Regions from separate parts of the Zea mays genome. Here region 2 is linked to region 1. Evidence: chromatin contacts called from public Hi-C data. All regions are on one chromosome and are shown on one strand. Each heading gives the region's core, a stretch centred on a gene start, on an enhancer-like site or on the middle of the called end of the contact. The rest is flanking DNA. Distances are from core to core; before and after follow the strand shown. Region 1 holds the start of LOC100193122. Region 2 holds the start of LOC541633 (response regulator 7).

Region 1 (4,835 bases), core at 997-3,496:
GCCGGGCCGGGCATGGCGAGGCAGGCAGGCTGGCGGCGAGCGGGCGTGGCGTGGTTGTGTTAATTTTTAGCACTCATTAACCGGGGGAGTTTCAACTCCGGGTTAAACCTTCAGATGCCCGTCTCTTGATCTGCCGCTTGCGAGACCCTTCTCCTTCAGCTTCCCTTCCACGATAAGGATAAAAGGGGGAGAACTCCTGTCGCTTGGCACAAGAATAGAACTCTTTGAAAATCATAGTCCAGCAGCAAGTGTGGGTATTTCCATCTCGTAACTCTGCGCGCACAGAGGAGCGAGAGGGCAGGTGCCTCCGAAGCCCTTGCCGATCGAGACCTTGCACAGGGAATCGACAATTAGGTTTTTGGGGAGCGTCTATGCGACTGCCCGAACATTCTTCCTGGTGTCTCCATCTCGTACGGATGACAAGAGAAATTAGACAAGGATTAGGATACTCGGAGCGCATGAGAGGGGATGATCAATTTAGATCCTTACTGTTTTACGTTCTGCAAATTATATATGTTTCATATGTTTATCTCTGTTGTTTCGTATGTAGCCATGAATTTATCCAAACTGTTTTGCCATATCATATCATGACTGTTCTGATGCCTGTTCATGCTATTAATATACCATACCTGTTTGTAGTAATTTTACGGTCACACTATTTATATTGCTATCTATTTATTTTCAGTTGTTCCATCATGCTGCATGTACCATATTTGTATGTTTATTATATTTATATGATTCATACGTTTTATATTCTCATGTTCTATATTGTTATGGATATATTTGACATCATGATGTCTATGATTAATCATATTTTATATGTTATCACCATAATGTTAATTTATGGAATTAAAATAATATAAAAAATGCCTATATTTCTAACACCACCTTCTCTCATCATTTTGCACATGGCATCCGTCACTCCATCCTCTCGATTGTTACCGTGCTCCATCTGCCACCACCGTCTCAACCGCCACCTTCAATCTCTTAGCCAATCTCCACCACATCTTTTATCACATCCATATTTCAAACTCCTCTTTGCAAATAGTTCTATCTATAGTGTATTTTTCACGATCATATACATGGAGACAATGTTATAGAGATGGCAATAGGAAATTTACTGTCGGGGAATAGCTCCACATCCCTGTCTCCGTGACAAAAAATTTCTCCATAGAGATCTCCACGAACGTTTGAAGAGGACATTTCCTCCACATCCCCGTTCCAGTGGGATAAGTCCACGATGGGGATTCTCGTCTCCACTTAAATTATAGTTCGTACATATATATTTTTGTTATTAATACAGAACATTATCACTTATATACATTGTCAGATGTTAAAACAAACATATTTGTATAATGAGTGATCTCTTAAAAAAATAATTATTTTATTTTTAACTATTATATAAAACTATCGATACATACAAGTTTAACTGATCCTACAGAAAATATGGATATGAAATGCTTCTGTCTCTGTCCTTACTTAACAATCGGTGATGAAATTTTCTTCATTTACATCTAAATGGGAATCCATATCACAGCCTAGGATAGAAGAATTTCCTACAGCAAATCTCTAAGACTGTCTCCAACAACGTCCTCTATATCCGTCCTTTACAGTTTTCTCTAAAAGATTCCATCTCCTATATCTACTTTCTCTCCAACAACGTCCTCTAAATCACGTCCTCTATATATAAATACATATATTAAAGACATTTTTAATTTTTAAATTTTTGTACATACGTATTTGTCATACTCTCAAATGTATTGTACATATTTTAGTTTTATTAAACCGATTGTTTAAAGTATTCAAATAGATAGAGAACCGTTTAGAGAAACTCTACATATAGAGTATCCAGCAGCGTTCTCTAAATTTAGAGAACCGTTTAGAGTATGTTGCTGGAGCGAATAGAGGACGTCCTCGTCCTCGAACACCACTACACCAGGAAAACATCCGTGAGCCAATCTGCTAGTCCCCGAAAAACAAGAACCATCGTACGGGTGACGTGGCCAACACTTCCGTTTTTGTTCCGGCCAGGCGGCTCGTGTCCCCGCAGTCGGCAGGAGCGCGGACGCAGATCCGACGGCCTAGGGGCACTCCGGGGAGGCCACGCAACGCGCGCGGCGGCAGGCAAGAACTCCGAAGTCGGCACGGCCGCACGGCCGCTACGATACGGCGCCCTCACAATTGGGCCGTTATAAAACGTCACAGGAGGAGGAGATAGGCACACGGCGTGCCGCGGTGGGCGACCTTTTTTGCACCGGGAGATAAATCGACAGCACCCTGACCTCAAGTCCTCAACCCGCAGGCCGCAGCTGCTCCCGCCCGCCGCGCAAGCGGCCAAGCGCCGCCGGTTCTTCTCGAGCAAGTAATTAATCCTCTATCCTTTTCTTCCTCCTCTGTCTAATCTGCGTAGCCCATCATGAATTTTTGGAGCTTTCGATAGAAATTCCGCCGGTGCGTATGGTGGATTCTATTGTTATTGATCTAATGACGAGTAGTGCGCCAATTTTGGGGTTTTTTTTGTTCGGGCTACTGTGGATTTATTCTCCAGTCACTTATTTGATGGCGAGATGTTAGATCAAGTTCGGATGTGTATCGGGTGTTCTTTTCTTTGTTGTGAAGTATGCCCCTCCTCGTTATTTCCACCAGCAATCGAGGTCAGCTCTGGTGTTGTGGCGATGTTGTTGATCGAGTTTTGGGGCAATATATCGGCTGTCGATTGAGTTTTTGGGCAATATATCAGCATGTTGATTGTTGAATATAACTCGTTTATATGCGCTCTACTCTGGTCGATGCTTTTGTCGTCTGTGGGACATACATGCCATTTTTTTTGTTTAACCTTTTCTAGCTGATTAGCAGCCATCTGAGAACGTGAGAAGATAGGTGAAATTAATCTTGGAGTTCTGAATCCATCCTATCTTGTAGCTTCACATTTGCACATTGACTCCTGGTACCATCCTATTGGTAACAACGTCCTTTATATTCATCTTTTATATCCATGTAGGTTCTCTATAAAAGATTCTTTTCTTATATCTCGTTCCTTTTCAACACCGTTATCAATTTTATATATAAATACCCATATTAAAGACATATTTTATTTTAAATTTTTATGCGTACATATTTGTTATTATTCTCAAATGTTTTATACATATCTTAGTTTTGTTTAATATGATAGAGGAGAGTAGAAAGAATCCATATATGCAGAGGAAAGAGGAACATCCTCTATATTTAGGGAACCCTGCTGGAGGGGATAGAGGAGAGAATTACCTAAATTTGGAGGAGAGGAGCCTTCATAGGCTCTTATTGGAGGCAGCCTAAAGGGTCATCTACCCCTCTATATTTAGAGAAGATTTCGTCCTCTATATGCTCTAACGGTATTCTTTGCAACGTTTTCTAAATATAGAGGACGCTTCTCCATCCTCTCTATATAAGGTCTCACCTTTCCTCTATCTATTTTTATATTTTAGAAAACGGATTAAGCAAAACTAAAATATGTATAAGATATTTAAAGATATGATAAATACGTATGGTATGATCTCTACTCCTTAGGTTGCATGAGTGGTGGGGGTAGAGCGCAGGCTGGAAGAACGGGGGCGAGAGGACGCCGTGCTGTCGCACGGCTGGGCACAATGAGAGGCAAGTAAATAATCTCTTCTTTAGATTAATTTCTCGCTGACCATCCTGGTTACAGAGATAGGACTTATATAGTCCTTGATTGAAACAAACTCCCCCTAACAACTCCTTATTTCTAGGACTTATCTAATCTGTAACAAACTCCATATCCTAACAAACTCCCTCTAACAACTCCTTACTTCTAGGACATACCTAATCTGTTTGCAACAGAAATTGCTAATAACTCTCTATGTTTTATCTGCGCCGTCCCTTACAATGGGCTGGCCAGTCGGCCTTTTAGACCTCCGGCTGTACACATTGCCGGTCATAACATCTCTCCCTCCCTCGACGAACAGCTTGTCCTCGAGCTGAAATTGAGGGTATGAAGCTGTGAACTGCTGCAGGGGCTCCCATGTTGCATCTTCTGGCTTTGCTTCACTCCACTGCATTAGCACGTGCCATTGTCCTCTCTTCAATCGGGCTCTGATAATCTTCTCTGGAGATGGCAGCAGTCGACCGTTTTCCATCGGTGGCATGGCTGGTGGCAGTAAGGGGGGACTGCCCCGAAATGGCTTGAGTCCCACATGGAAGACGACGTGAATGCGTGTCCCTTTTGGCAGCTCCAATCTGTACGCCACAGTGGCCACCCTTTCAATCACACGGAATGGTCCTGCATACGTGGTCCCAGCTTCCCTTTAGGGTGGTCGACTAGTGACTGGGCATTTCGATGTAGGAGACGGAGCCAAACCCAATCATCAATGCTGAACTCGAGCTCACGGTGTCGCCCATCATTAAACCTGCGTGCTTGTTCTTGAGCTTGTAGTAGCCTGTCTCTGACCTCCCCAAGGAACAGGCCACGTTCCTGGAGCATCTGGTCCACAATTTGAGTTTCAGTAGTCCTAGGTTGATATGGAACAAGTGGTGGAGGATCTCTTCCATAAACTACACGAAATGGAGTTGTTTTCAGTGCTGAGTGGTATGATGTATTGTAGCAATACTCAGCCCAGGCTAGCCAGTCCACCCAAGCCCTAGGTCGATCCCCCGTGATGCATCTCAAATACATGGCAATGGTTTTGTTGACTACTTCAGACTGACCATCTGTTTGGGGATGAAATGCTGTACTCATCTTCAATTTCACCCCTGCAAGTTTGAAGAGATCTTTCCAAACGTTTCCTGTAAACACCGGATCCCGATCACTGACTATGGAACTTGGGAAGCCGTGTAGT
Region 2 (4,835 bases), core at 994-3,493, 680 kb after region 1:
TGTTGGGATTTGGGGAGATTGCCATCTAATCGTACCATTTTTTTATTCGGTTGACGATACACGAGGATCTCCTAACCAAAAACAATTGCCATCAAAAGATATGGGGGATATATGCGACCCATATGACTCAACAAAGGCTGGATAAAAGCTCAAGGGAGCTCCCATGTGCTAAGCTAAGCCAGCGACAAAGCATCACATCAAGCGCACAAAAAATTCTTGAACACAAACACAACTATTAATGTTAAAAATCGAGGCAAGTTTCACCTTCGACCTTCGTGAAAAAAAGACGTCAAATTCATAGTCTAAGTTTTCACACCTGTTTGCTTTGGCCACGGATCTAGATGAAGATTTGCCTATCTTTTGATTAGTTAGATCTCGTTGTGATCTTCCTTGATCACCCATTCTCAGCGAGTCAATGCCATTGAAAACTTTGTTGATAGAATGAGGGTTTGGTTTTTTATGCTATATGAGTGAAAAAAATAAAAATTGTTATTAATCTTTTAACATAATTTTAGGGAAAAATCTGTTAAATTTCTCGGTGCCAGAATGACATAGAGATTTACCCTACTCTACTTCTCTTTCATCTCTAATAATCTCTATCAACTTTGACGAGTGATAGACGAGACGATGAGACTTTGTTAGCATATAGAGATAGAGGAGATATCGCCCACAAGTATGGTGCTGGACAAGGTAGGGATAAAGGACGAAGGCAAAGAGGACAAGGCTATAGGTCGAGTGGATGAGGACTAGGGCTAGACACTATAGGAGAGGAGATGGAGAACCATGGCACTAAGCAGAAAGGACATGGGGCTACCTTAGGGGATGTATGGAAAGACCGAGAAAAGGATAAGATTTCATGTCCAACATCGAGAAAATTTGACATATTTATTCTCAAGGAACCCGTTGACACATAAGTAGCTTAAATTTATTCAACCAGAAATTAAACATATAGTTGTTACAACATCTCCAAGAGGGGCTCTATATGTGGCTTATTTTAAAATATAGGACTCGAGATCATAAAGCGCCCTCCAATAGTGTTCCAATTTCACAAAAATTCATGAAACAGTTACAGAGCTCGTCTATCGGGTCCTAAATGTAGTACCCGATATATTAGAGACCTATCCTCATCTTCTCTTAATATCCAACTATTTATTTCTTAATACCGTAATTTACTGCTAAATAGCATTATTTAAGTTTTAACTGTCGAGGTAAAAGTTTCTTTTGAAGACTAAGCAACACTCTAAATATAGTCCCGTTTTGATTATTAGTGCTCTATTTTAGAGCTCTTGGTTGGAGATGCTGCTTAGTACAGTGGTGTAAGTTGCCATTTCTTACGTCCCACCTGGCAGCTGGTGCCCCAGTGCATTTCCACCACGATACGAAAGATGCCGTCGACAGCTACGGACTGAGCGTGTGACAGGTGGGGCCGGAGAGATCTTGGCGATCTGGGTCCTCCGCGATCGCGAGGGTGACGCATCCCGTCGCCGTCCGCTGACCCGGACCGTCCGATGCCCCGGATGGAGGTTCTGTTTGCCGGACCGGACGCCATCGTGCGCGTGCCTTTGAGCAGAGTTTTGCCGGGCAAACCTGTGCCATGCCACCACCCACCCACCAACCCAATGCTCGGTACGTGCACCCAACTTGTTTTCAACACCATGGGATGGGATGGGACTCAAGTGAACTGATTTTGTATAGGTGATTTTCTATCCTTGTTCTCCGAAAAGAAAATAGAATGTCATGTATCACGATACGACATTTCGGTACCGTCAGTCGTTTCTTTTGTTTTCAAGATCAAAAAATCAGACTGCACAGCAACAAAAATAAAATACAGTACTTGGTAGTTATACTGAAATATTGGTACATTATTAATAGTGAGTAAATCCAGTGCTTCCCTGTCATCTCATGCGTGTGCCCTACCAGCTTGGACTCGTGATCTGGTAGCATATCTGCAATTAAAACCAAATCACTGTCATCTCACGGAACTCGGCTGCATTATCGCTATCATTTATTATACGGCCACTTGACTCGATTTGGTTCGGCAAAAGAGAGGGAGAGAGAGAGGGAGGAGAAAGCGTGGAGAGAGATTCTCTCCCGACAAGCAAATCCGGAGGAAGGAAAGCATTCCCGCGGGCCCACCACCCTCCCAACCCCGCTGGGGCCCCACCCTTCGTCTCCTCCTCGTTCGTGTTCATCTATTCTCTTGTGCTGCGTTTCTCTTCCCTTCTCTCTCTGCTCCGGGTTCAGAGCAGAGCTCAGCGCCCTGTCTCCCTCCCTCCCTCCATTCCTCCTCCTCCGCTCTCTCTCTGCAGGCCTGCACTGTGAGGAGACTGTGACCCGGGGACGGAGAGCTCCTTTCTTCTCTCTCATCGCTCCACCCCTTATTTACCGGTCGGTTGTTCCTGGGCCGTCCCGTCCCGTCCCGTCGTCTCGCCTGGGTTCTCGCTTGCTTCTCACCATCACTACCACCGTCCACACCATCGCGAGGGCCTGGAGGGAAGAGGATGGGACAGGGAGGAGAAGTGAAGGCGGCGCCGGCCGTGAGGGTGCTGGTGGTGGACGACTCCCCCGTCGACCGCAAGGTCGTGGAGCTGCTGCTCCGGAACCACAACCACCAGGGCGGCGCCGCGCCATTCCACGGTCAGCGGCTCCTGCTCCTCAGCTCCTCGCTTGCTCCCCTCTCGTCCGGTCCCTTCCGTTCCGTCTGGCCACTCCATTCCTCCCCTCTGCTGGTCTCGACGACCCTTCTCGGCGGCCCGTGTACTCTGATCCGGGATTATGGCTATGCATAGGAATTGCATGGCATGATCAAGCTTCATCCATTCGTCGTCTGTCAGTTGCTTATCAGTACTGTTGAAGAAAAAACGAAATTAAATTTCCGCAGCATGAACTAATTAAGGCCCGGGTTTCGTTCCTTTCCTCGTTTGGTTCAGTTACCGCCGTCGACAGCGGCAAGAAGGCAATGGAGCATCTCCGGCTGATGGAGCAAGGCGGCCAGCTGGATTCATGTGCCGCTGATGCTAATGTGAGTACTACCAGTACCACACCTATACCCAGTCTCATGTACTCGCCGCCCAATCGTAGGCCACCGTACATGTCTGCAGATGCCGAGCTGTCTCTTAGAAATGGAGAAAGGTTTCCTTTAGTGTACTGATTTAGTTCTAGTGCGTTAGTATTACCAAGGAAAAAAAACATAGACCGTGTTCTCATGACGTGATGAGATCTTTGACTGCAAGTGCAAGTGCAAGCAGAAATGAAACTGAGATAAGAATGGTTTTTGCAGCGGATAACCATTGACATCGTGCTCACGGACTACTGCATGCCGGAGATGACTGGCTACGACCTGCTCAAGGCCATCAAGGTAGTTAATCTCCCTCCTTATTCTTGACTTGAAAAATATAACAATCCTGCCATTCTCTCCGCTGAAAGAAATTATACTACTTGGACAAACTGGCAGGCGCTGAGCTCCCCTAACCCGATCCCGGTGGTGGTGATGTCGTCGGAGAACGAGCCCCAGAGGATCAGCAGGTGAGGAACAAACGAACCAATGAAACCCCCCCAAAAAAAAACCCTTCTCTTCTCGCCGTATTAATTCATATCGCTGCCTGGCGCAAAGGCAAAGCAGATTCCTGCCGTTGGTTACATTTTTACATTTTACATCGAGCGAAAGCCGCTTTTCCTCTCTGGCTATATGTTCTGTGCCGGCGGGATTCAGATTTGCGCGCCTTTTCCCATCCCCAAAGGCGAAAGGGTTTGGTAGATTTTGCATTGCACATCAGCACTACTAACAGGCGCGCCCACCACCACCACCACCTCTGACCTCTCTCAAACTTTTTTGGTTGATGGATGGGGTCATAAAGCAGATGCCTAACCGCCGGTGCCGAGGATTTCATCCTCAAGCCACTCAAGACCAAGGACGTGCAGCGCCTGCGCAACTGCTCCAGCGCCGCTAGACCCAGGGACGACGCGGCCCACCAGTGCGAGAGCTTGAGGAGGAGCAGCAGAAAGCTGCGGTCGGATCAGGTCGCCGCGCCTGGCCACAGATCGCAACCGACGACGGGATTAACCATGGTACTGTTATTCATCGTTTCTTGCTGTTCCTCCTTCAGAAGATCAGCCAGAGCTTATAATTTCAATGGATGCCCCCCACCCCCAGGTGCTGCATGCCTCCAGCATTGAGCTCTCGCACTACTTCCAGTTCCTCCTCAAGTTCGTGCTGCTCGCGTACGCGGTGCTGTGCCTGACCGAGCTCCTCCACAGATGGTCCAATGGCTCCGTCCTCTCCCTGTGGTCTGCATGAGGTCGACTGGAACCGCGATGCGGTATTATTAGTGTAACCACTAAGGCTCCAGGCTTTCAGTTCAATTCCCCCCTGTAATCCAGTCCTGGCATGAGGAGCCACCAGTTCTTGCTCGCCGCTCCCTATATTTCCATTTCACTTTTCACCAGCTTTTTTGTGGTTATTATTATTTATTTTTTTGGCTAGATTATTGTTCTTGCATTTGGGGGCGTCGTATCGTTTGCTTGGTTGATGGAAGCGACAAGAAGTGGGCGCGATAAGGTGATGGTGATTATATATAGTGTAAATGCACGGTATGAGTGGGTCAGGGTATCTAATGTCCCTGTTAATCAAGATACCGGCTTGATCTGCCGATGCAACTGCCAGAGACGCCATTTCTTATGGCGGGTGGGGTGGACGCAGACGCCCACCTGCTCTGCTGTTAACCTCAGTACCCGCGGTCACGCTGTGCGTCAGTGACACAAACAAAACTGCATAAGTTGACCGCCATATGACGCCACATTGATCTTAGGGGAAAGCAAAAATATTGTGCTAATTC

Evidence for each region. Hi-C and Micro-C count contacts between places; a contact is called where the count stands out from the background.
Region 2: a Hi-C map of leaf shows a contact between it and region 1, with 5 times the contacts expected there. The contact joins the promoter of LOC541633 here to the promoter of LOC100193122 in region 1. A contact is called at or near these places in 6 of 25 Hi-C or Micro-C datasets (bundle sheath, ear, leaf and 2 more).

What each region holds. Positions count from the first base shown.
Region 1 is chr4:122,157,157-122,161,991 of Zm-B73-REFERENCE-NAM-5.0, forward strand. It overlaps LOC100193122, which reads left to right and starts at 2,247. Exons shown (of 6, transcript NM_001138283.1): 1 at 2,247-2,362. LOC109946035 (a long non-coding RNA gene) reads right to left here. Exons shown (of 2, transcript XR_002269143.2): 2 at 3,868-3,912.
Region 2 is chr4:122,834,150-122,838,984 of Zm-B73-REFERENCE-NAM-5.0, forward strand. It overlaps LOC541633 (response regulator 7), which reads left to right and starts at 2,244. Exons shown (of 6, transcript NM_001111388.2): 1 at 2,244-2,637; 2 at 2,931-3,022; 3 at 3,281-3,358; 4 at 3,455-3,525; 5 at 3,861-4,068; 6 at 4,154-4,494. The coding sequence starts at 2,502. The coding sequence ends at 4,297.